Regions from separate parts of the Mus musculus genome. Here region 1 is linked to region 2. Evidence: chromatin contacts called from public HiChIP or PLAC-seq data. All regions are on one chromosome and are shown on one strand. Each heading gives the region's core, a stretch centred on a gene start, on an enhancer-like site or on the middle of the called end of the contact. The rest is flanking DNA. Distances are from core to core; before and after follow the strand shown.

What was found. HiChIP or PLAC-seq counts read pairs in DNA pulled down with a chosen protein or histone mark.
Region 1: an H3K27ac HiChIP or PLAC-seq map of heart atrium shows a contact between it and region 2, with 13 times the contacts expected there. The contact joins two enhancer-like sites. A contact is called at or near these places in 1 of 115 datasets of contacts at active chromatin or transcription factors (heart atrium) and 1 of 9 other capture datasets (embryonic stem cells).

The regions. Positions count from the first base shown.
Region 1 is chr1:76,656,546-76,659,915 of GRCm38.p6, forward strand. No RefSeq gene overlaps it. Among named protein-coding and RNA genes, the nearest start is that of Mir6343, 150 kb to the left of the region's middle. Within about 2 kb of position 1,851, at least 5 of the 459 cell types and tissues checked have an H3K27ac peak or open chromatin away from gene starts, as enhancers often do. A contact at or near this core is called in heart atrium, where this site is marked.
Region 2 is chr1:76,037,811-76,041,152 of GRCm38.p6, forward strand. It overlaps Gm32622 (a long non-coding RNA gene), which reads left to right. Exons shown (of 6, transcript XR_865555.3): 5 at 1,270-1,356. Among named protein-coding and RNA genes, the nearest start is that of Gm29065, 20 kb to the left of the region's middle. Within about 2 kb of position 1,416, at least 36 of the 459 cell types and tissues checked have an H3K27ac peak or open chromatin away from gene starts, as enhancers often do. A contact at or near this core is called in heart atrium, where this site is marked.

The DNA of each region.
Region 1 (3,370 bases), core at 601-3,100, 620 kb after region 2:
AAGTTCCTAAAGAGAAAGTATAAGTCAACCAAGACTAAGAAGAGAAGGTGGCAAGAAGAATGGGTGAGAAAAAGATAGTTTAGGTATAAAAGAGTGTGATGGTTCGTATATGTTGGGCCCAATGAGTTGTATTATTAGGAGGTGTGGCCTTGTTGGAATAGAGGTACTAGGGTAGGTGTGTCACTAAGGACGTGGACTTTAATACCCTAGTCCTAGCTGCCTGGAAGCCAGTTTTTCCTAGCAGCCTTCAAATGAAGATATAGAGCTTTCAGCTCCTCCAGCACCATGTCTATCTGGATAGTGTTATGCTGACTGGACCTCTGAACCTGTAAAGCAGCCCAGTTAAATGTCCTTATAAGAGTTGCCTTGGTCGTGGTGTATGTTCACAGCAGTAAAACCCTAACTAAGACAAAGAGCTATATAGGAATGTGGTAATACTGCAAATGCCAGAGAAGTACCTGGTAGAGAAGTATGAGGTCCGTAGCATCAACTTAAAATCCAAGTGAGGTAGGTTTATATAACCCCAGAACTGGGAGAAGGGAAAAAGATTTCCAAACTTCATTGGCCAGCCAGCTCAGCCAAACACTGAGCAACTCTGTCTCCATAATCAAGAATATTTCATGAGGACTGGCATAGCTACTTAATAAAGGTCATTGTAGAGGATTTCTTTATGTTGTTATAATAACAACGGTGCTCCCATTCTACTAGTCATACATGTCAATACAATTGAGCTATATTCTATGAAATCTCTAGAAGGATTTTCAATGCTGACAGGACATAACTAGACTTACTTTGTCAGGAACAAGAAGCCTGGGGAGATGGCTCAGCAGTTAAGAGTACTTGCTGCTTCTATGAAGGATTATGGTTTAGTTCTTAGCTCCCATATAACTGCTAACAATATTTAGTAATTCTAGTTTAAGGGGATATAATGCCATTTTCTGGACTTCACACACACACTGCATACGTATGGCACACATGAACATATGCAAGCAAAACACTCATGAGTAAAATAAAATAAAATAATTTTAATTGAAACAAGAATAGCGTAGTCCTATTTTAAATAAGACAAGACAAGCCCATACTAATGACATAAAGTTGAAACACTCCATATAATAAAATATGAGTAAATGCACAAAGAATAAGGAAGCCAGAGAACATCCTAATAGCAACATCAAGTGGACTTGGCCAATCACTAACTGAACATGGATAGGATTGTTTCTTATGCAGATTGTCACATTGTATGCTTCGAAAAGACGTCAAATCTGTGGAAAAACAAAGCTCAATCTGAGGGCGTGTTAAATAGTGAATGTCAATGAGGTCTGTAACCTAATTGTGCCAAAGACAGTTAATTTAAAGAATCTGTTCCTTGGTCAATGGGTGATAGATACATTGGAAGTCACCAGTACCAAATTAGCTCTGGTTACCAAGGAGACTTTGGGAAGAGGAGTGTTAGCATGGGGACTTTTGTGTACGTAGAAATTTAGCAAAGAGAGAAATTATCACCAGGGGAGGCCAAGAGGAAAACTTCAGAGAAATAGGAGAAGTAGAGAAGGGTGAGGGTTAGAGAAAATAACAGGACTATAAAATGTAACATTGCTAAATAAGTGCCCTATAGAAAGAAAGAAAAAAAAAAACACAGAAACAAACAGAAAGGCTTTCCCTTTGACAACTTTTGTAAAAGTACAAACAGGACCGACGCTGAAGTGCCACTGACTAGAAGTTGCTGTCCTTGCAGAAACATATACAAAAAAGGACACAGTCACCTCTGAGCTTGTATTTAACAGATGCAGAAGGGGTGTCGAGAGATGGAGTCAGCATGAAGGCCAAGCTAAGAAGTTTGAACTATATCTCAGCGGCAGCATCAAAGCCTTGCAAGTAGGGCAGAGATAATTTCAGGCTTTTGCTTCAGAGAGAACATTCTGACAGCTCTGAGGAGGAAACATGGACTGGGGCCAACATGACAAGGGAGATAAGCTGAGAGCTTTAGGACATTTCAGCCAGAGAGAGGGAGACCTTCCTGAGGCCATAGCAAGTGGGCAGTCAACCCATGACTACTTTCTGAGACTTGCTTTTCTGTCTGATAATGTGGGGCTTCTCCCTGGATCCTACAGCTCCTGATAGCAGCCTGCCCAAGAGAGATCAGAATAAGGTTGTTCATTGTAGCGATATTGATATTGTATGATTGCCCTTGGCATTCACTGAGTCAAGATTCTAGTCTGCACTTCACCATGGCCTCAGCTCTAGTCTTAAGGACAGATGATGGTATGAAAACCATTGCAGAGTCCTTAAGATACAATCAAATATATTCTTTATTTTTTTATTAGGTATTTTCCTCGTTTACATTTTCAATGCTATCCCAAAGGTCCCCCATACCCACCCCCCAACCCCCTACCCACCCACTCCCCCTTTTTGACCCTGGCGTTCCCCTGTACTGGGGCATATAAAGTTTGCAAGTCCAATGGGCCTCTCTTTCCAGTGATGGCCAACTAGGCCATCTTTTGATACATATGCAGCTAGAGTCAAGAGCTCCGGGGTATTGGTTAGTTCATATTGTTATTCCACCTATAGGGTTCCAGATCCCTTTAGCTCCTTGGGTACATTCTCTAGCTCCTCCATTGGGGGCCGTGTGACCCATCCAATAGCTGACTGTGATCATCCACTTCTGTGTTTGCTAGGCCCCGGCATAGTCTCACAAGAGGGAGCTATATCTGGGTCCTTTCAGCAAAATCTTGCTAGTGTATGCAATGGTGTCAGCATTTGGAAGCTGATTATGGGATGGATCCCTGCATATGGCAATCACTAGATGGTCCATCCTTTCGTCACAGCTCCAAATTTTGTCTCTGTAACTCCTTCCATGGGTGATTTGTCTTCTGTGCTTTAGGAACATCATTTGTGTGGCATAATTCCTATCAATTATCCTATACTCAAACCCCTACCTTATGATAGAGTCAAAGTCAGCATTTATTTGGAAAATAGTGGAATTCACCTAGGGGTATGTTCCCTGACCCCGGACAACATGTGGAGACATTTTGATTTTAACAATCGGTCAGGAAGAGGCACATTGTTGTTGGTATCTAGAGAGTGAAAGATACTGTTAAGAATTCTGCAGTGTATTAGGTTTCTCTGCACCAAAGCCAACCTGACAACAAAGGACTATCAGGGCTCAGAGGTTAATAGTGCCAACGGTAATCAAGTACCCCAAAACTGGGATATTATTTTTTGAGCAACAGCATCTTGGCATTCCTTTTCATAAAGATGTGTATTTGTGGTTATCTCCTTTCACGCATGTGTGCTTCCATTACCAAGTAAAATACAAAGTTGACTGTCGGTTGGTTATTTTATGCCAAAGTTTAGTTTTAAAACTTTTTCC
Region 2 (3,342 bases), core at 166-2,665:
AACTCCTTTTGCAAACTGTGGTCAGAGCCTAAGATGTGCTAAACTGATAAACTGATGAATGAAAAGGGATGCAATCTTTGCTGTCTTAGAGTTTTGAGGTGAGTCGGGCCCTTCCTCTTAGCCCTTCGGCTTCCAGGATTCTGAAAAGGAAACTTCTGGTGCTTAAGCTACCCAGCCTGTGGTGTTTTGTCATGGTTGCAGAAACATACTAATATAGCCACGTTAGCCCCATAAAAGAAACTTGGTGTTACCAGGGGCCATAGGGAACTCTGGCATGTTTAAGTAGGGGTTAACGTGATCAGTTCTATGCTTTAGCAATATGACTCTACATGGAAAAGTCACTAGGGTTCGGGAGAAGAATACACCTGGGCTCTCCAGGGATCTTAATTCAGAATCTTTATCTCTTCTCATAAAAAATATTTTTAGTTATGTGTATGTGTATATGTGGTGTGTCTGTGCCTGTGTATGCGTGCAGGTGCCTAGGGAGACTGGAAGAGGGTGTCTGAGTCCTCGGAGCCTGAGTTACAGGTACTTGTGGGTTCTAGGACATGAATCCTAGTCGTCTGAAAGAGCAGAAAATCCTGTTAACTGCTGAGCCATCTCTCCAGTCCCCAGAGCTTGGTTTCTAATGAAGGAAATTTAGGTAGGGCGAGTTCTTGGAAGAATGGTCACATAAGATCACAAAGACCCACGATTTGGACACCAAGTGGGGGTACTATTTTCAGAGATCTACTTTTTGACCTTGTCAAAATTGAAATTCACCAAAAAACAAAAAACAAAAACAAAGACAAAACAAAACCAACCAACAAACAAACAAACACCACTCTGCAGAAAGTGAGGGGCACTGCTGAGATTCTGGCTCATCTGCTGCCTCCTATTTCTTGGCCTTGGAGGCTCATCTTGGTCAACTCTACAGACTACTGAGAGGATGGGAGGCAAGTTTCCTAACTTCTGCTAGATACTTCCTCCTCCAGCCTCTTTGGTACTTCCAAATGAACTCAATGTTTGGTGTTCAGACCATTTATGCGTCAGCTTTATAAAAAAAAAAAGCAAGAATACTTGCAAAAACTATTATAACCATTAAGCAAAATAAAGCAGAAACTGAAGAAAAAAGTTTAGACAGTCATTTATTTATTTCCTTGAAATAAGGTCTTGTCAGGTAACCCAGGCTGGGCTCAAACCCACAATCTTGCCTCTGATTCCAGAGTACCACCAATCCCCACTGTAAGGAGCTAAATTAAACTGAAGCCTGTTTTGTGTTTTATCTAGGTTTCTGCATGCTGGCACTTTGAGCTGGAATCCACTGAGTGGCTCTCCTGATCCGGACATCAGGCTTCAAGTGGCCTGGTCAGGAATGTAAGTCACATGTCTACCGTTGGCAGCTGGTCAGCTTAGGGGGCTGACCACTGGCTGTTGGCCTCTGGTCTGCATCATGTGGTCTCTTGAGTCTCTCAGCAGGACAGCCTAGACAAAAGGGCAGGCCCTAATGAGCAGGCACTTTTTAAGAGGCTGCTGACTGCAGACTTGCTAATTTGGCCAAAGCAAACCCCAAGGTCAACCAGAATGAAGGGTGAAAAACCAAGCTTCACATCTTCTCTGGAACTATTGCTAAGCCACATGGTAAAGGGGTGTGGAAATGGTGGAGGGAGTCACATGCTCAGCTTTCTAATAATGCCCCTCCTCCAGTTAAAGTCATTCTCTCTACAATGTTGATAAATGTTGGCACATTCACATCCTGTCCTTAGCAGAGCTTTAAAAGCAGCTTCAGTTGAAAAACAAAACGATTTTAGCTTCATCCGGAGGACTATTGTCTGGGAAGTCACAGAATTAATGTGGTAATTATTGTGGACCAATTATGTCCTCTCAAAATTCACTTGACTTTATTAAGAAGCAGGGTCATTTCTGTTAGTTAAGCTGAGGTCATATTGAAGTAGGCTAGACCCCTAATCTGGTAAGACTGGAGTTCTTCTAAGAAGATGGTCATATGAGGACAGAGGTGTGGAGAATATCGTGTGATGACAAGGGATGCCTGCAGTGGCACTGTTGCACTTAGGAGCACTGGCTGGCACGGGGAGGATGGTGAATCAGTGAAGCATTTCCCTGGGATCCTGGGACGAGCATTGCTCTGTTGCTCTACAGACACTGATATCAAACTCTACACATCAGAAGTATGACACTGGCGCACATCTGCTCCTAAAATGTGTGGTATCTTTGTTTGTTTGTTTGTTTTAAATAAATAAAAGGTAAGTGTTAGGAAATGTAGCTCAGTGGTTAGTCATATGCTCAACACGTGCAAAGTCCTGGACTCAGTTCCCCCATACTTAAATATAGAATTAAATGCATATGATACAAAGAAAACCACATTAGATTGCATCTCCCACCTTTGAGATCATTCTTACTATGGAGCCTTGACTGTCCTGGAACTCATATGTAAAAACTTGACTGGTCTCAAACTCATAGAGATCTATCTGCCTCTATAGGAATGGAAGACGTGTGCCAAAATGTTCTGCCTGCTGCCTTTTGAGAACCGGAGGCTAGGGAGATGACTCTGGGTAAAGTACTCACTGTACATGAGGAGTGCCAGAGTTGGGATCCCTAGAACCCACATGAAAAGCCAGGTGGGTGTGGTAGCATAGCAATTCTTTAATCTTGGCAGGCTGGCAAAAGAGACAAGGGATTACCCAAGCAAGCCAGCCAGCCAGTCAGAGGAGCTGAAGCAGTAAGCTTGGGGTTCAGCAAGAGACCCTGACTCAATATATCAGGTGGAAAGCAATCCAGGAAGACTGACTGATATTAGTCTCAGGCTTGACAGGTGTATCTACCTCACACACTCAAGCATATGTCCACACACACATGCATGCACACACATATGCGTACATTAAAGAAAGATTGTCAACCACAGTACCACACTAAAATAAACACTCGATACTTAAAAATCTCTGTATAATCCCAACTGTCAGTGGCCCGTCATTACATGTTCAAAGACATTGATTTCACAGATTCTATTCAATAAGTCATTAAAATTTCCCCTATAATATTGCCTTTTCTGGGCTTACATTCTTGAGGAAGTCATTGGAATGAAAGCCTTCCAGTTAATTTGAAAATGCTCTACCCCTAAAATGTTTCTTAGTACTGAACTTGATTTTAAAAAATATATAGCTTAATCTCAGATCTTGGAATATTAGAAAATCAAGGAGTTGATTTTTTAGACTAGGCAGAAGGTGCTATTTGACTTCTAAATAAGATAAGCAAATTGAATCACAGTCCCCCCTCCCTTCATAGAGATAGTTTAAATTAACTTGTAACTACTTTGGTGGAATCAAATTCTAGTTATTTTTCTTC